2 separate regions of the Zea mays genome follow, and region 2 is linked to region 1. A link is a contact called in public Hi-C data. All regions are on one chromosome and are shown on one strand. The core of a region is the stretch at or near the end of the contact, and the rest is flanking DNA. Distances in the headings are between cores, read along the strand shown. Region 1 holds the start of LOC100193903. Region 2 holds the start of LOC103635657 (putative disease resistance RPP13-like protein 1).

Evidence for each region. A called contact is a pair of places that touch in the nucleus more often than the background predicts.
Region 2: a Hi-C map of leaf shows a contact between it and region 1, with 2.9 times the contacts expected there. The contact joins the promoter of LOC103635657 here to the promoter of LOC100193903 in region 1. A contact is called at or near these places in 8 of 25 Hi-C or Micro-C datasets (bundle sheath, ear, leaf and 1 more) and 1 of 3 datasets of contacts at active chromatin or transcription factors (leaf).

What each region holds. Positions count from the first base shown.
Region 1 is chr8:106,301,392-106,309,229 of Zm-B73-REFERENCE-NAM-5.0, reverse strand. It overlaps LOC100193903, which reads left to right and starts at 3,258. Exons shown (of 15, transcript NM_001138976.1): 1 at 3,258-3,500; 2 at 3,592-3,624; 3 at 4,197-4,261; 4 at 4,520-4,607; 5 at 4,693-4,765; 6 at 5,081-5,187; 7 at 5,528-5,570; 8 at 5,710-5,766; 9 at 5,859-5,935; 10 at 7,744-7,789. The coding sequence starts at 3,406.
Region 2 is chr8:106,610,591-106,618,428 of Zm-B73-REFERENCE-NAM-5.0, reverse strand. It overlaps LOC103635657 (putative disease resistance RPP13-like protein 1), which reads left to right and starts at 3,652. Exons shown (of 2, transcript XM_008658064.4): 1 at 3,652-7,244; 2 at 7,366-7,838. The coding sequence starts at 3,882. The coding sequence ends at 7,217. LOC103635659 (a long non-coding RNA gene) reads left to right here and starts at 1,992. Exons shown (of 3, transcript XR_557535.3): 1 at 1,992-2,093; 2 at 2,199-2,291; 3 at 2,548-2,993.

The DNA of each region.
Region 1 (7,838 bases), core at 2,009-4,508:
TAACACGTAACAAACAGGAGGCTAACATAATTAAATTATATATGCACCAACTAGCTTATTAAGTTGATTAACTTGATTAACATAACTTCCTACGGTTTAAAAACAGTTAACTCTCAGAAGTTATTACATTTAATAAAAATACAATAAAACCACTCGGAAGTTACTTGAAGCAACGAAACATGAAATAGTAGCACGATGATGCTCAAACAACGGGTCGAGGCGGAGGCACGGATTAACGTTGTAGAGGCCGACAAGGACAACGGTGTCGATGCCGAGATTGACAGACGTGGACGATGCTGCGCGGAGGGGTCAACGGCGGTGCACAGGATCGAACACGAGGGCCGGCCTTGCTGTGCTGGAGCGGTGTTGGGGCAAACATGGTGGGGGCGCGACCTACGACGCAGTGAGGGGCGAGGCCGGTGCAGGGGCACTGCCGTGGTGGCTGTTGAAGCGCGGCCGGGCGAGCACAACAGGGCGCGGCCGTGGCAGCTAGCGTCCGGGCGAGCTGGGTGGTGCGGGGTGAGGCCGACGAGCAGGTCAGGGCAGGGCGGGTCCGGCGAGTAGGGCCGGCTTGCAGCGGCGACGCGGGCACGGTGGCTTGCAACACGACTGGGGGAGAAGGTAGGACTGGGCATAAAACCCGAGCCCGAAGCCCTTACCCAAAATACCCGAACCCGTACCCGTTTAACCCGATGCCCGTTACCCGAACAATTTCAACGGGTAACAAAACTAAATACCCGAACTAAGTTTGGGCCTAATCGGGTATTCACCCGCGGTACCCGAAGTACCCATTCTACCCGAACTGGTCCTAGCCGTGGGCTGTTGCCTGTTGGGCTGCGCTGTTGGCGTGGGCTACTGGGCTGTGCAGCCTGTGCCGCTGCTTCTGCCTACTCCGTGTCCGGAGTCCGGCTGCCCCTGATCCCATCCCAGCCGTCCCAGCAAAGCAAGGCAGCAACCCTAGGTCCCTAGCTCAGTAGCTCCCAGGCGGCCGACGGGCCGACCGCCGACGGTGTCCTCCTCCAGGCTCCATTCCGGCTCCTCCCAAGCTCCCAGGCCCAGCACCGCAGTGCGCGCAGACGCACAGTCCTCCTCCCAGCCCGCTCCCAGCGCACTCCTCTCATCCTCTGTCCCATTCTCTGTCCCAAGGCTCAGGCTGCAGCCTGCAGGCACACGCGCACACGCGCCCGGCGTTTAATTTAGCACAAAGCTAAATTAAATTTCTGTTGGCGACTGGCGTTTAATTTCTGTTGGGCGTTTAGCACAAAGCTGTTGGGTGTCCGTGGATCTTCGTCCTAGTTGGCTGTTAGCACAAAGCTGCTGGAGTTTAATATCTGTTGCGTTGCTTTGGAACCGTAGCAGTTTACTTAATGATTATCTTCGTCCTAGTTGGCTGTTAGCACAAAGCTGCTGGAGTTTAATTTCTGCTGCAGTTTACTTAATGATTATCTTCGTCATATAGATGTCTTGTACTCTTGTAGTCTTGTGTATGATTTATAATACCGGGTACCCGAATTCTACCCAAACCCAAACCCGAAATTGCGGGTACCCGAAATTGCGGGTACCCGAAAGTTTGGGTACGAGTACGAGTTCTACTGTTGAAAACCCGAAATATAAAAAACCCAAAAAACCCGACCCGAAATTTCGGGTAAACCCGAACGCCCAGTCCTAGGAGAAGGTATGAGGCGTCGAATGCTTGGCGAATAGCAGACGACACCGTTAGTGTTAAAAACTAACTTTCGAGATGCTAAGTGAATACCGTCGAAAGTTACCTTATCTTCTAAGAGGTTGTTTAGTCACCGTCAGAAGTTAGGCGCTTCCAGTTGACTACGGCTGTCGGTCAAAGCCCTACGAGTTAACTTTCGAGAGCCCGCACTAAAACCGTTGGAAGTTGTCTCGCAGTACCACTCGGAAGTTATGCTAACTTCTTAGAGATTGCAGTACCCTTTCAGAAGTTATTAACTTCCTAACGTTTCTATAGAAAGCAGTAGAAAAATAGTAAGCCGTAGGAAATTTACATTTTTTATGTAGTGTTGGTCAAAAAATTATAGGACATCCTTTCAAGTGCCCCAAATATACTACACCACAGTGGGCTGTCCTATAATCTAGATTTAAAACTTCGTTGTCGGAGTAGAATATTTTATTGGTGTCCTAAATTCTATAAATTATATTCATTTTTAAGTTATAGTCATTTTTTATAGTTCACGCATTGGAGATGCTATAACCAAAGTATCCTAACAAGACCTTATTTGGATATCTCTTACTAGGGATGGATTCGGATCGGATACGCATGGAAACAGATTCGAATGTCACTATTTACCATATTTTAATTCGAATACGGATACGAATACGAATACTATCGGATACGAATACAAAACAGATAGTTCGAATTCGGATTTATATTCGGATACTTACTTGATTTAGAACATAGCATCATAACAAGTATTAATTTGTTTTATCGATGGATTTATAGTTGATAAAAATCACATTACAAGCAAATTATGAACAATAGTACATATACATTATTTAGTTGAAACTTAGTTGAATATCATATTTTTAAATAAAATATTTATATTTTGGACTCTAATTATAATCTTTTTGTATATTAAGTATTTGTATTTTGGACTCAAACTCCAATAATCTAATGTATTCAAAATTATAATTTTTAATATTATTAAAATTTATCATTGTATATCACTAGTACTGTAAGATTAACACGGTCATTTGTTTATGATATAAATATTTTTAACATTTTAAATAGTGTACTTCAGTTTTTAGTATATTATTTAATATTTAAAATCACTTGTAATTAGTAATTAGTAATAAAAGTAAGTTTAAATTGATTTTATTAAGTGCTTTTTTCTTTCGGATACGAATAGTATCGGATATTTCACGGTTTTGTCGAATGTTGTCGAATACGAATCTTAAATCGGATAGAGAAGAAACGAATTCGGATATGTCTATTTAACATCCATATTAAAATCGAATACGAATACGGATATCCATATTAGCGCTTTATCCGAATACGAATACGGATATTTCGGATCTCCAGACATCCGAATCCATCCCTATCTCTTACCCCTCCCCCCTCTCCTGCTCTCCCTCCCCCTTTGACCCTCCCCCTTGACCCTTCTCTTCCTCTTTCCGTCGCCGCTCCCATCAATCTTTTCCCTCCTCTCAGCGTTACCAAGGGCTATAACAAAACGACGACGACGACGAAAGAGATGCGATAAGATCTCGTTTGGGCCCTCAGCGGGATTACTTCGGAGCCCGTTTACACATGTCCAGCCCAGCTTTGTCTCAGGCCTTAATAGCCCAGCTCTGCCCGAGACGCCCTCCCACGGTCGTTTGTGTTTCCTTCTCCGTCAGCCGCGCCGCCGCCCGCCTCCCCAACTGTCAGGCGCCGCGATGGAGGCTCTCCACGAGGAGATGCCCTTCGACCTCGACTTCCACCCGTCGTCTCCGCTCGTCGTCACCTCCATCATCACCGGAGAGCTCTGCCTGTACGCCCTCCGCACCGCACAAACCGAAACTCCAAGCTTCCCGTCCCAGTTTGCTTGTTCTAACGCTTTTCCAATCTGGTTGGTTTCACAGGTTCCGCTACGGCCCGGAGTCGCAGCCTGAGAGGTACATACGGAAGCTCTGTTATTGCTCATGATCTGTTAGTTTCGCACTTAGAATTCCGCCTCGCGGCGCTCGGCACTGTGTTGCTTTGTTTGCAGCATCGGATTAGTGTTCCTTGGTCTTTGATTAGGCGTGCACAAAGTTTCTATAACTATGTAGTCTCTATCTACGGAGGACATATCCTGTGCAATCACTCATTTGGTGCAAGCGTGCAACCAAACCATCCAGAGCATCCAATCTAGATCCAACGGTTTCATATGAAAGGGGTTAAAAGTAAAATAGGTATTATGTTTCAGGTGGAAGGGGTTAAATGTAAAATAACAGTTATCATTAGATCTAGATTAGATGCACCAAATCGTTTGATTGCACGCTTGCACCAATATAAGTGATTGCATAAGATATTTCCCCCTATCCTACGGGCCTGAATTGAATTGCAAAAATAGAAATGCCATGTGGTTAGTGCATTCCGTGATTCTGGAGTCTTTGATTGAGGCTATGCACTTATGCTTTGGCAATCCGAAGGTTGATTCCAACCTTAGAGATTGACATTCACTTCGTTCTTGTTTGATACTAAGGTTACTTTTGTTAAAAGCCCACAAGGAGTCATGCAGAGCTGTTCGTTTTGTGGACTCAGGAAAAGGTAATGTCTTTTGTTATTGAATTCTGTTATATACCTGCCAGCCTGTGTACCCGCTTGCACTGCATGTCATAGATCGTTCTGATCTTTGTTTCTTACTCTGTTATGTTTCAAACACGATACTACAAAGTTAGCAGCTTTAAGCTGGCAATGACAATCTGGGACTAATTGGGAGGCAGCACACCTTGATACACCCTGTTGCATGCCTTATGTCCTCTAACCGTATCCTGATGATTTCCTTGATGTTGTGGTTTTGTTCAGTGATTTTGTCAGGGTCAGCTGATTGCTCAGTTCTTGCCTCAGATGTAGAATCGGGCAAGGCCATTGCCCGCTTGGAGGATGCACATGAGTGAGTTTTGTTAGTTTTCAGTGCTAGTGTTTTATTTATTTTCTTTGTGGAACTAAACATTGGCCCATTTGTAACATGATTTTAGGAATGCCATAAACCGCCTTGTCTGTCTTACTGAATCTACAATTGCCACAGGTGATGATGAAGGCTGCATTAAGGTATGGAGCAGCAAGTCTGCTGTCCTAAGATGTATATGTGCTAAAATACAGTTCAGTTTCAATCATTTTGTTTCCAGTACCTTCACATTTTGGGGTCATATGAGGAGAAGCATTAATAAGCTTATTTATATAACAATGCTTGTGCCGAGCATACTGAAATCACTGTTACAGTAATGTTCATGTATGTCTGTTTTTGGACTTATGTGATGTTTATAAGATGGTTCCTTTTGTAGAAGAAAATGTTTTATATGCAATTATCTTCTATTAGATGTATAATTTAGTTTTTGACTTAGTTATCCTCATTTTTAATTTTAGGTATGGGATACCCGGGAGCGATCTTGCTGCAACAGTTTTGAAGTCCACGATGATTACATTTCAGATATGACCTATGTGGCTGAGACAAATCAGATACTGGCCACAAGGTACAACTAGATTCCCTGCAGTTGAGATGTATCAAGCATAGCTGAAATGTTGTTTGCATGGCAAACACCTAAAGATTGTCACCAATCCACTTATTTTATTTCCCTTTTTTTTGTCATGAAGCAGATATAAGTACTCCTGTTTTTAGTTATGCACTTAACCGCTACATCATGTGGAGTAGTTATTAAGTAATTTGATGTGATTTTTTAATACCAGCTAACAAAAGACATTCTATGAATCACTGAAGATGTATTTATTTGCAAACCATTTGTCTGTCGAATTTATCGACATCTATTCGGTGCATTATACAACTAAGGGTTAAACTTCTTTGTTTCCGTGTAGTGGGGATGGAACTTTGTCTGTGAACAACCTGCGGAGGAATAAAGTGAGTTGCTCTTGCATCGACTCTTGCTTATAATGTGTTGAGTTTTGTGTTTTGGGACTTCTTATCAATGGTTATCATTTACTGTTGAATTGTTGTAAGTTAACTTGTAATCTTGTAACTGTTTCTGATTTAATACCAGGTAAGGTCACGATCTGAATTTTCAGAAGATGAGTTGCTATCCTTGGTGTTAATGAAGGTACCTATTTTTGGCAAACAGTTTTTGCTGAGCAACATTTCTCTCCTGTTGTTCATGATAATTGAACTTTAACTTAATTCTTTGTGACTCAGCATGGTAAAAAGGTTGTGTGTGGAACTCCAAGTGGAGCACTCTTATTATATTCATGGGGATACTTTAATGATTGCAGGTAACCATATTATCATTACACAACACTAACTGCTGAAATAAAATAGCAGAAAGCAATGATTTCAAGTCGTCTGACTAAATCGCGATTAGTCGGGTTGGTCGGCAATTAGGACACGATTTGTTGGACGACTCGACTAGAAGACCTAGTCGTCCTGGTCGTCCGACTAATCGTCGACTAGGGCGACTAGTCGTCCGAGTTATGTGTCCTGGTCGTCCCGACTAGGGTTTAGTTATTGGGCCTTTTTTAGCCCATCTACAGTCTAATTTAGAGTACCCTCTCCTCTCCTATTCTAACCTAGCCGCCAACAGTCTCCAACCTGCACGTCTCCTCTCCTCTCTTGGCACCGCCCCTTCAGTCCTGGACTCCTGATTGCCGGCGGCTACAACACCCTGTGTCCCCTGCCCCTTCTCCTGCAGTGTTGCTCGCCTGCTGCACTGCTGCAGTCTCCAACCAGCGGTGGCTGCGAACCAGTGACGAGATGAGCACGTCATCTGAAGGTTCCTCCTGCTCCCCCCACTTCTCCCCCTTCTCTGTACTCCATTATGGGATGTCACATATCAGGTTAAGGTAAGTCACAAATCACAATGAAGCAATATGTTACTTTGTTTATCCTAGTTGTTTGTTCTAATTTATATAATGTATACATGTATATTTATATATATACCTATCAATGTTTTCAAGTCATCCGACTAATCGCGATCAGTGGCGATGAATCGTCCAAGTCGGTTTGGACGAATCACGATTAATCGCCCAAGTCGTCCAACTAATCGCGATTAATCGCCCTAGTCGGTCAGCCACAACGACCAGCAAGTCGTCCGACTTGAAAACATTGATACCTATATAAGTATAGCTACTAGTCTAGGACGACCAGGGACCGACTAGGACTGACTAGGGGTCGACTAGTCGTCGCCTAATCGCGACTAGTCGCCTGGTCGGTCCCAGGGTTCGACCAGGCGACTAGGCGACTTGAAATCATTGGCAGAAAGATAAAACTTCATTAACAAAACTTATTTTAGCTAATGCTATTTGTATAATACACCCTTCTGTTCTAAACTTCGATCAGATTTTTAGAAAAATATAGTAACATATACAAGATAAGTGCATTATCAAAACATATTTCATGAGGAAGTTAATGAAACTAATTTAATGTAGTAGATATTGGTGTTTTTTCTACAAACTTGGTCAAAGTTAAAGAAACTTGACTTCGAACATAACAATGTGACCTATAATTTCGAACCGACTTAACTCTATTCCATCAATGTAGTTCTTTGGATGTGGCTTTCCCTAATTCTTTGATGCTTATAAACATCGCTTGTATGTTTCCTACCAATATTTTTCCTCTCATCATGATTGTAACTATCATTGGCGGGAGCAATTTTTTTTCTTATTGGTAATTTGACAAGTTCGAAGGGTGGGCCTGGTGCAGCGGTAGAGCCTACCGTCTGTAACCGGAAGGTCCTGGGTTCGAGCCCCAGCCTCTGCATATTATGTGGGTAAGGCTTGGCGCTTAAAGATACCCTTTCCCAGACCCCGCACAGTGCGGGAAGCCTACGACACTGGGTACGCCCTTTAATTTGACAAGTTCATGGCTTCAGGCTTTATTGGATTGTGTGTAATCCGTTTCCTTTGATTATTCCAATTTTCAAAGATCTTGTGATCAGTAGACCCTTAGAGGGATCTTTGCTTCCCAAACATGCCACTATGTGATGTTGCCAGTCTGCTTCCTTCAGTTTCTGTGTCTTAAATCCAATTAATTCTGCTAGTGATGTGGTCTAAAGTTGTTCGCTGACATGTCTTTTTATGGTTAGTGACCGCTTTATCGGACACACGCAGTCTGTGGATACAATGCTGAAGGTTCGTGGGTCCCTAGTCTTATCATGATAACTCCCATTTCTGCCTTATT
Region 2 (7,838 bases), core at 2,403-4,902, 310 kb before region 1:
TCGTCCGTCGTCGACGCGTCCGGGTCCTCCTCCCCGGCCTTTGCCCACCCTGCCCACGTCCACCGGCATGGCCTCACCCTCTGTCGCCTCCCCAATCCGGTCGAGCCCCATCGACATCCCCACCGCCGCGCCATTGCTGGCCTCCCCTCCGTGGCGCCTCGCGGCGGCACCGTCCGCCGTCGACGCGTCCGGGTCCAGGCCAGGTAGAGGAAAGCCGCGAAACCCATGAGGGTCACGAGGAACCCCGATCCCCCGAAGCCGATGCCGAGGGCTGGGCCGACGGATACGAAGGGCGAAGGAGAGTAGAAGGGAGCGGCCGTGTACCCGCCCCTGGGAGCCGGCGCGCTGTACCCGTAGGATCGAGGCGAGGAGGAGCGCGAGGAGAAGGCCGACCCGCCGACGCGCCCGCCCGAGGCGGCCAGCGCCGCCGCGTGCGGCCCGCCCGCCGATGCCGCGGCGAGCAGCACACCGGCCAGGAGGAGCGCGAGCGCGGGCCGCTTGAGCGCCTCGAGGGAGTCGAGCACGGCCATAGCAATCACCACACCACCCCTGTGCCCCAACAATGGCGGCTCGCCAGCAGCACCGCCATAGCTTTTTACTGGTCTCGCTCTCCCTCCTGGCCACCAGCGCGTAAGGCCACCTCATCTCTGCTGGCAGCCCATTCGCGCCGCTCGTCTTAGTGATCTGCCTCTCGGGCTCCCGGCTGGCCACGGGTGCGGCGACGACCTGGGAGAGGTGCGAGCAGTCCTATGGCTTCCTCCCCTGCACCGCCACTGTCTTCAAGAACCTCTTCCTCATGCTGGAGTACGCCTTCCTCATGTACAAGGTGACCACGTACCTATTGGTGGGGAGTGAGCTGCTACTCGGAATCATGGGGGCCGGCCTCGTCGGCAGACTCCTCCTCCCCATCCTCAGCTCCCTCCCCGACGCTCTCCTCATGGTCAGTTTCCTCTCCGTTCGCTCGCCTCATTCTGTGCTTTGTTGTGATACATCACTAGATATTCGGTTGTTGGCTCCATGGTTCGAGTCCGTCTAGAGCTTCCTTCCTTCACACTTTCAGTGTAGAAAGGGTCGCCGAACTGCTTTTGCGATTGGCAGGGGCCGCAGGTCAAAAGCAATCGTAGTGGTGATGGTCTAATTGGAGTTGAAAACATGTTTTCACTTTCATTTCTTTAACGCTTTCCTGTCACATGCTCCTATTTCATAGGCCTACTGTTTCTAGCAGTCTAATTTGCTTTGACATTGGATCGAAGTATAAACTTTTGGTTATTCCTTTTTACGGAGCCCTGGATCGAACAAGCCCCTATCAAACTGCTATTAAACAAATAGTTTTGGTGAAGAAAAGGCAGGATCAGAGCTATTTTCCTACCATGAAGATGGAGCCATGAAAACGTTTTCATCTCCTTGACATGACAAATATTATAACAAAACTCGGATACAAGCCTTTTTTCCTAATGTTTTGTAAGACAACTTCAATTCTATAAAAAAACTGCTTCACAAGAGGATCCATACCTAGAGTCACATTTAGAAGGCATTGTCTTACCATATTGTCCCTTAAATCAAAGTTATGAGGATAAAACCATGAATTCTATATTCGATCACAGGTCCCTAGATAGTAAATAGAAGTATATAACCATAACTGCAAAAATCATAAACAAAACAAAGACACTCCTTGTTGTTGCTGCTACCTTCCGGCAGGTGGGTTAGACCACAGAATTAGAGATGTCCCATCTTTCGTTCAAAAGCATAGATGTGGACAGCGGCATATCCTGATGGTCTGAATACCTAACTGCTGAAGAACCAATTCCTTCGGCATTGACAACCTAGAGGAACATAGGTGTTGTTGTGCCACAAGGCCCCTTTGCCGGTATCCACAAACATCTTTAGATGGAGCCAGTGGTTCAGCTGTCAAAGGTTGCAGAAGGCTTGCTGGCCAAAATGTACCTGCTGAATAGCATCCTGGACTATTAGATCCAAACACACACATTCTCAGATGCATTTTGGAAAGCAGGTGTCTTTCCAAATTTCCTAAAAATTTGCGTCACGGTGTCAAAAAAAATTCAGAACATCCTAACAAGCTGCAGCCGGAAAGGGTAAAGGATTCAATATTCTTTTATTGTTCACATCTCTTTGTGGTTCATTCCTAGAGTTTATTTGGTTTAACACAGTGGTGAGTCATTCACTCTAATGCTGTGCAGGTAGATAAGTTTGGTCTTGATGCTTTAAACGAGAATGTTGAAGGTTAAATGCATAATCCTGATCAAGAGCATAATCATGAGCAGTGAATCATGGTATGTGCTAATTGCTAAGCATATAAAGAAATCAAAACTTTTAGGGAAACCCCCCTCTTTCTTTTAGTAAAAAACGTGTTGCAATCCAAAACAATGTGTGGTACCACCCAAATCTTTCCAAATTGTGAAAAATGGATTGCATCAATTAATCTGAGTTTTACTATATTGTGCTCTCACTAAGCAAGCATATTTGTTGAACTTATATTATGTAGTACCTCACCTACTCTAATTATGTGGTGACTTGTTTCACTTGCAGCTCAGTTAAGAAGGTTACTGATTTCTAGGGCTACACTTATGTTTCATTAACGGCAAAAAATGTTGTTGATTTCATAAGCAGCATCAGAAAGAACCATGTTGTCATTATTTCAAGTTTAGATTCTGCAAAGAGGAGGGTAATTGATGCATCCAGGTAACTGAAATGTCTAGCTTCAGCAATCTCATTGTTGCTTGAATGTTTAGGCGCTTTTACAATTTCTCGCCTGCATCAATTAATCTATGAGCCTTATCTTTACGTTTCACCAGAAGATGGTAAAAAGGATGCTGGGTTGACATATGGACATAGTTCTGATAAGGATGCCACTGTTCTTTCAATGTTGATGTAATGAAAATCCTTTGATGATATAGATGTGTATTATCTTTTGGAGCTGTACTAAAGTCTATCGGACTACGTTGTTTTATTAAAACTAAATCTGGACATAGCCATATGAGCTGCTGCCCTGTTTGGTGTTACCAACACTACATGTCGTGTTGAATTTGTTTAGTACTCGAGACAAGTCTATCGTTTTTATTTGTTAAAGCCTATTGGTATATAATCATTGTGACTTTATTTGTCTAATTTTGGTGCCACATTAAACTATTTATCCTATATGGTGTAACATATGGTTTAATTTATTCCTCTGCGTGCATGAGGTGTCCAGCGCCCGATAGGGCGCTTCCTTTTCTAGTTCAGATAAAAACGGGATGTGTAACCCTGGTCCTGAAGTCAGTCAATGCACAGAAGCATAGGGTCGTTACCGGTAGGGATGAAAATGGTCGAAAGTGTTTTTGATCGTTTTTATTACGAATAAATAGGATATAGAATATACTGTACACATTTGTATTTTTTTTCTTTTAACACTGAGCTTGTAAAGATTTATAAAAGATAAATCTCAAATTTATTCTATATTTTCTCGAATGATATATATACAAATTCGCTATTGATTCCGAAACAAATGCGGTATTTTTTTTCATTTTTTGTTATTGTAGAGAATAAATAATGTATAAAACAATTTATGCAATATTTTATTTTTATTTGTAACGTAAAAAATCAACATCAAATTATCTATTTAAAAATATTAAATTTATTTTTATAGTTCAGATTACCATTTTTTATCCCTAGCTGCCGGAAGGATACTCTCGAGGAAATTGGACGGAAACTTCCCCGTCATAGCTCGGAGAACCACTCGAGGCCTCGTCCGGTTGGTGAGCGCGGCACCCCGCTCCCACAAGGCCCGTCGCAGCCGCTGACTCCATCGGTCCTCACTGTCCTGTAGTCTCCTTGGTCACCCAACATCCGCGCGCTGTGCGCAGCCTCGATCTCCGATCGGCGAGATGGCGGAGACGTTGGCCGGCTGGCTGGTGTGCCCGATCATCAAGATCGTGATGGATAAGGCAAAATCTTGCGCTTCCGACAGGATCAAGAGCCTGGGCGACGGCGTCCCCAAGGCGCTCAAGCGGATGGAGCACTTGCTGTATCAGCTCCGCGCCGTGGGGGCCGCCGTCCAGCGGCGGGGCTCTCCGAACGGATGCGGGGACCCGGACTTCCGTGAGTGGCTACAGCAGCTCATGGATGCCGTGTACGAGGCCCTAGACGTCGTCGATGACTTCGACGACTCTATGCCGCCGCCTGAATCCCCCGTCGCCAGGGTCAGCAAGCGGATCTTCGGCACCGACGAGCGCGTCAACAGGCTCAACGATGTCGTCGACAAGCTGGAAGCCATCTCCAAAGCCTCGCCGACACTGATTCTGACGGCGGAGGCCAACGCGTCGGCGTCGCGCGAACAGAGCGGTCACCTGCCCCCGCTCGGCCGCATCACGGCCTCGCTGCGCCACCACAAGGACGTGGTGGTTGGGCGCGACTGGGAGCTGCAAAATATGGTGTCCTGGCTCGTCGGCGCAGGCGGCGACGCCCAGGTTGTCTCTGTCCCCATCGCGGCGATCATAGGACATGGCGGGATGGGGAAGACCACGCTGGCGCAGGTCCTGTTAGAGGACCCGAATGTGGTCTCCACCTTTGAAATCAAAATCTGGATCCAGCCTTTCCCGACGGACAACGAGCTTGAGCTTGCCAAGAAGATCCTCCTGGGCGCCGACGTGGGCGTCGACGCCTTCGACGGGCTGACGAATTTCGACTTGCTACTGAAAAAGATAAAGGAGAAAGTCTCGTTGCGCAAGTTCCTGCTGGTGATCGACGACGTCTGGAACAAGGAGAACATGGGTCAGCATGAGTACCGAGAGATGTGGTCCAAGGTGCTGGCGCCCCTCAGCCACGGGGAAAGGGGAAGCAGGATCGTGGTCACCACCCGTCAAAAGATGGTAGCGAATTTGCTGTCCGCAAGCATGGAGGTCCGGTTGGATGACTTGCCGGCCAATGACATCTGGTCTCTGTTCAAGAGGTATGCCTTCGGTGGCGAGGACATTGATGGTCAGCCTTGTGCACTGCAGGACATCGGAAGGAAAATTGCCCAAAAGCTCAAGGGGTCTCCAATGCTCGCCAAGGCCGTTGGGCAGATGCTTGAAGGCAACCCCAGTGTCTCCCACTGGAGGAAGGTGCTTGAGATGGACATCTTCGACAATGTTTCCAAGACATTAGAGTTGTGCTACCAGAATTTACCGGGCCACCTGCAACCATGCTTCGCAATCTGCAGCTTATTCCCCAAGAACTGGAGGTTCAAGCGCGATAAGCTGGTGAAGATTTGGATGGCCCTTGGTTTCGTGCAGGCAGCGGATGGGAAATTGGAGGATCTGGGAAGTGACTACTTCGATCAGCTTGTGGCCAGGTCCTTTTTCCATAGGCAGAAGGTGGGGCGTCGGAGTTACTATTACATCCACGACCTTATGCATGATTTGGCCAAGAAGGTTTCTCGGTTTGATTGTGTGAGAGTTGAAGATGCAAAGAAGGAGATCCCCAAGACAGTTCGGCACCTGTCTGTCTGCAGTGATACCGTGGCACAGCTCAAGAGCCGACCTGAGCTTAAAAGATTGCACACGTTGCTGATTCTCAAGAGCCCTTCCTCTTCGCTGGATCAACTGCCAGGAGATCTTTTCACAGAGCTGAAAAGCCTTCGAGTTCTTGGTTTGGAAGACTGCAATATCATTCGCCTACCGGAGAGGATTGGGAACCTTAAGTACATCAGATACCTGGCACTTTGCAAATCAATCACCAAGCTTCCACAAGCACTGACAAGGCTCTATCGTCTTCAGACCTTAAGTAGTCCTAAGGGGTCTGGCCTTGAGGTCCCGGAAGATATCGTAAACCTGACGCGTCTGAGACATTTGGACATGGATACATCCAAAATCACCGGCATTGGGAAACTGGTTCACCTGCAGGGATCTGTCAAGTTCCATGTTAAAAATGAAAAAGGCCATACTTTAGGAGACTTGAATGGTATGAATGGTCTTCGTAAAGAGCTTCATATCAAGAATCTTGATCTTGTAGCGGATAAACAAGAAGCCTGCCAGGCTGGGCTAAACAAGAAGGAGAATGTTAAGGTCCTGGAATTAGAATGGAACTCGACTGGTAAGATTGTGCCCTCTAGTGAGGCTGATGTCTTGGATGGCCTTGAACCCAACCAATATGTTAAAAAGCTTACTGTTAGAAGATATCATGGTGATAGATCACCAAACTGGCTTAACACAAGCTTGAAAGTGAGTGTCTTCTACGTTAAATACCTGCATTTGGTCAACTGCAGAAAATGGGAGGTCCTGCCTCCTCTGGGGCAGCTTCCATGCCTCAAGGCTTTGCGTCTGAAAGAGATGTGTGCAGTGAAAAAAATCAGCTTCCGTGACTTCTATGGAACCAAATCGACTGCGTTTCCATCTTTGGAGGAACTTGAATTCGATGATATGCCTCAATGGGTTGAGTGGACCCAAGAAGAGAAGAATATCGATGTGCTACCTAAACTCCGTAGGCTGAAGCTTTTGAACTGTCCCAAGCTCGTTAGGTTGCCCCAGCTCCCTCTGTCCGTGAGGAAGGTCTCGGTAAAAAATACAGGATTTGTTTCACAGCTGAAACTATCCCCCTGCTCTTCCTCGCCATCAAACGCGTGCAAGTTTAAATTAGATACGTGCTCTGCCACCATCCTTACAAATGGCTTAATGCACCAGCAACATAAGGAATCAATTGCTACTTTGGCTCTGAGGAACTGTCAAGATGCAAAGTTTGAAGAGCTTGAGAAGCTGACTTCCCTGAAGAGTCTGCAAATATGCCATTCAAGCATTAACGATGGCCAGCTGGGCACTTGTTTGAGGGGATCGCGAGTACTTACCTGTCTGGAATTGTCCAACTGCAACAACATCACATGCCTTCCACAGATGGAAGGTTCAGACTGCTTAACAAAAATGCATGAGTTACGCATTCAACAGTGTTCTGAATTCTCCTCTCTGCGCTCACTGCCAAGTTTTGCGGCTCTAGAAAGTGTATTGATTGAAAACTGCTCGAAGATCACTGCGGGATCGTTCCCTACCGACTTCAGCAGCAACACCTCTCTGAGAAAACTGGGCATAATGAATTGCGTTGAGCTGGAGTCGTTGCCAAGCGGTTTCCCATCTTCACTGCAAGTTCTTCATCTAATTGGGTGCAAAGCAAGTTTGACGAAGCAACTACAACTCAAGGATGGACCAGAATGGGATAAAGTAGCTAGTATTCCCATAAAACAAATCCGTTGATTAGAATGTTGTTATGAAGATCAAAAGGTGCGTGGTGTACTAACCTGGAAACTTTAGTTGTTTATTTCATCATTGCTTAATTGGTGATGTCATCTTATAAAACAATATTTGTAATCAATGAAATGTACTCCTTGCATCCGAGCGACAGAGAGATAGAGTTGATTCTAGTATCACAATCTCATTGCGGAACACCACGGCGTTGGGTCTTTTCTAGAGTTGCCACCAACAGAGAAGAACGAAAGTACTGAACAGCTTTTGCAGGGATGCTCGGGAGGCGGATTAGGCTGAGCAAGAAGACATCAGACTCACCTTGGGAGATCCCAACACCTAGAGCCCTCTAGAAGGCGGAGGCAAAGGTGCAGCGTAGGAGTATATGAGTTGTATCTTCTGGTGCTACATGGCAAACCTCGCAGGTCTTGTCTCCAGGTTCACACTTCACACGACATTGTGTTATATACATGGTGATTAGCTAAGGAGGAAATTAGTGGTGAGGATTTCAATCTAGGTTATTCAACATTAAGGTCCTGAATTCTAAGTAAATAATTGTACGTGTGGCAGTATTCTTAAGTAATTTCCTTAGCTGTGCCTGTGAACAATATTATCCTCAGTTAAACATTTTAT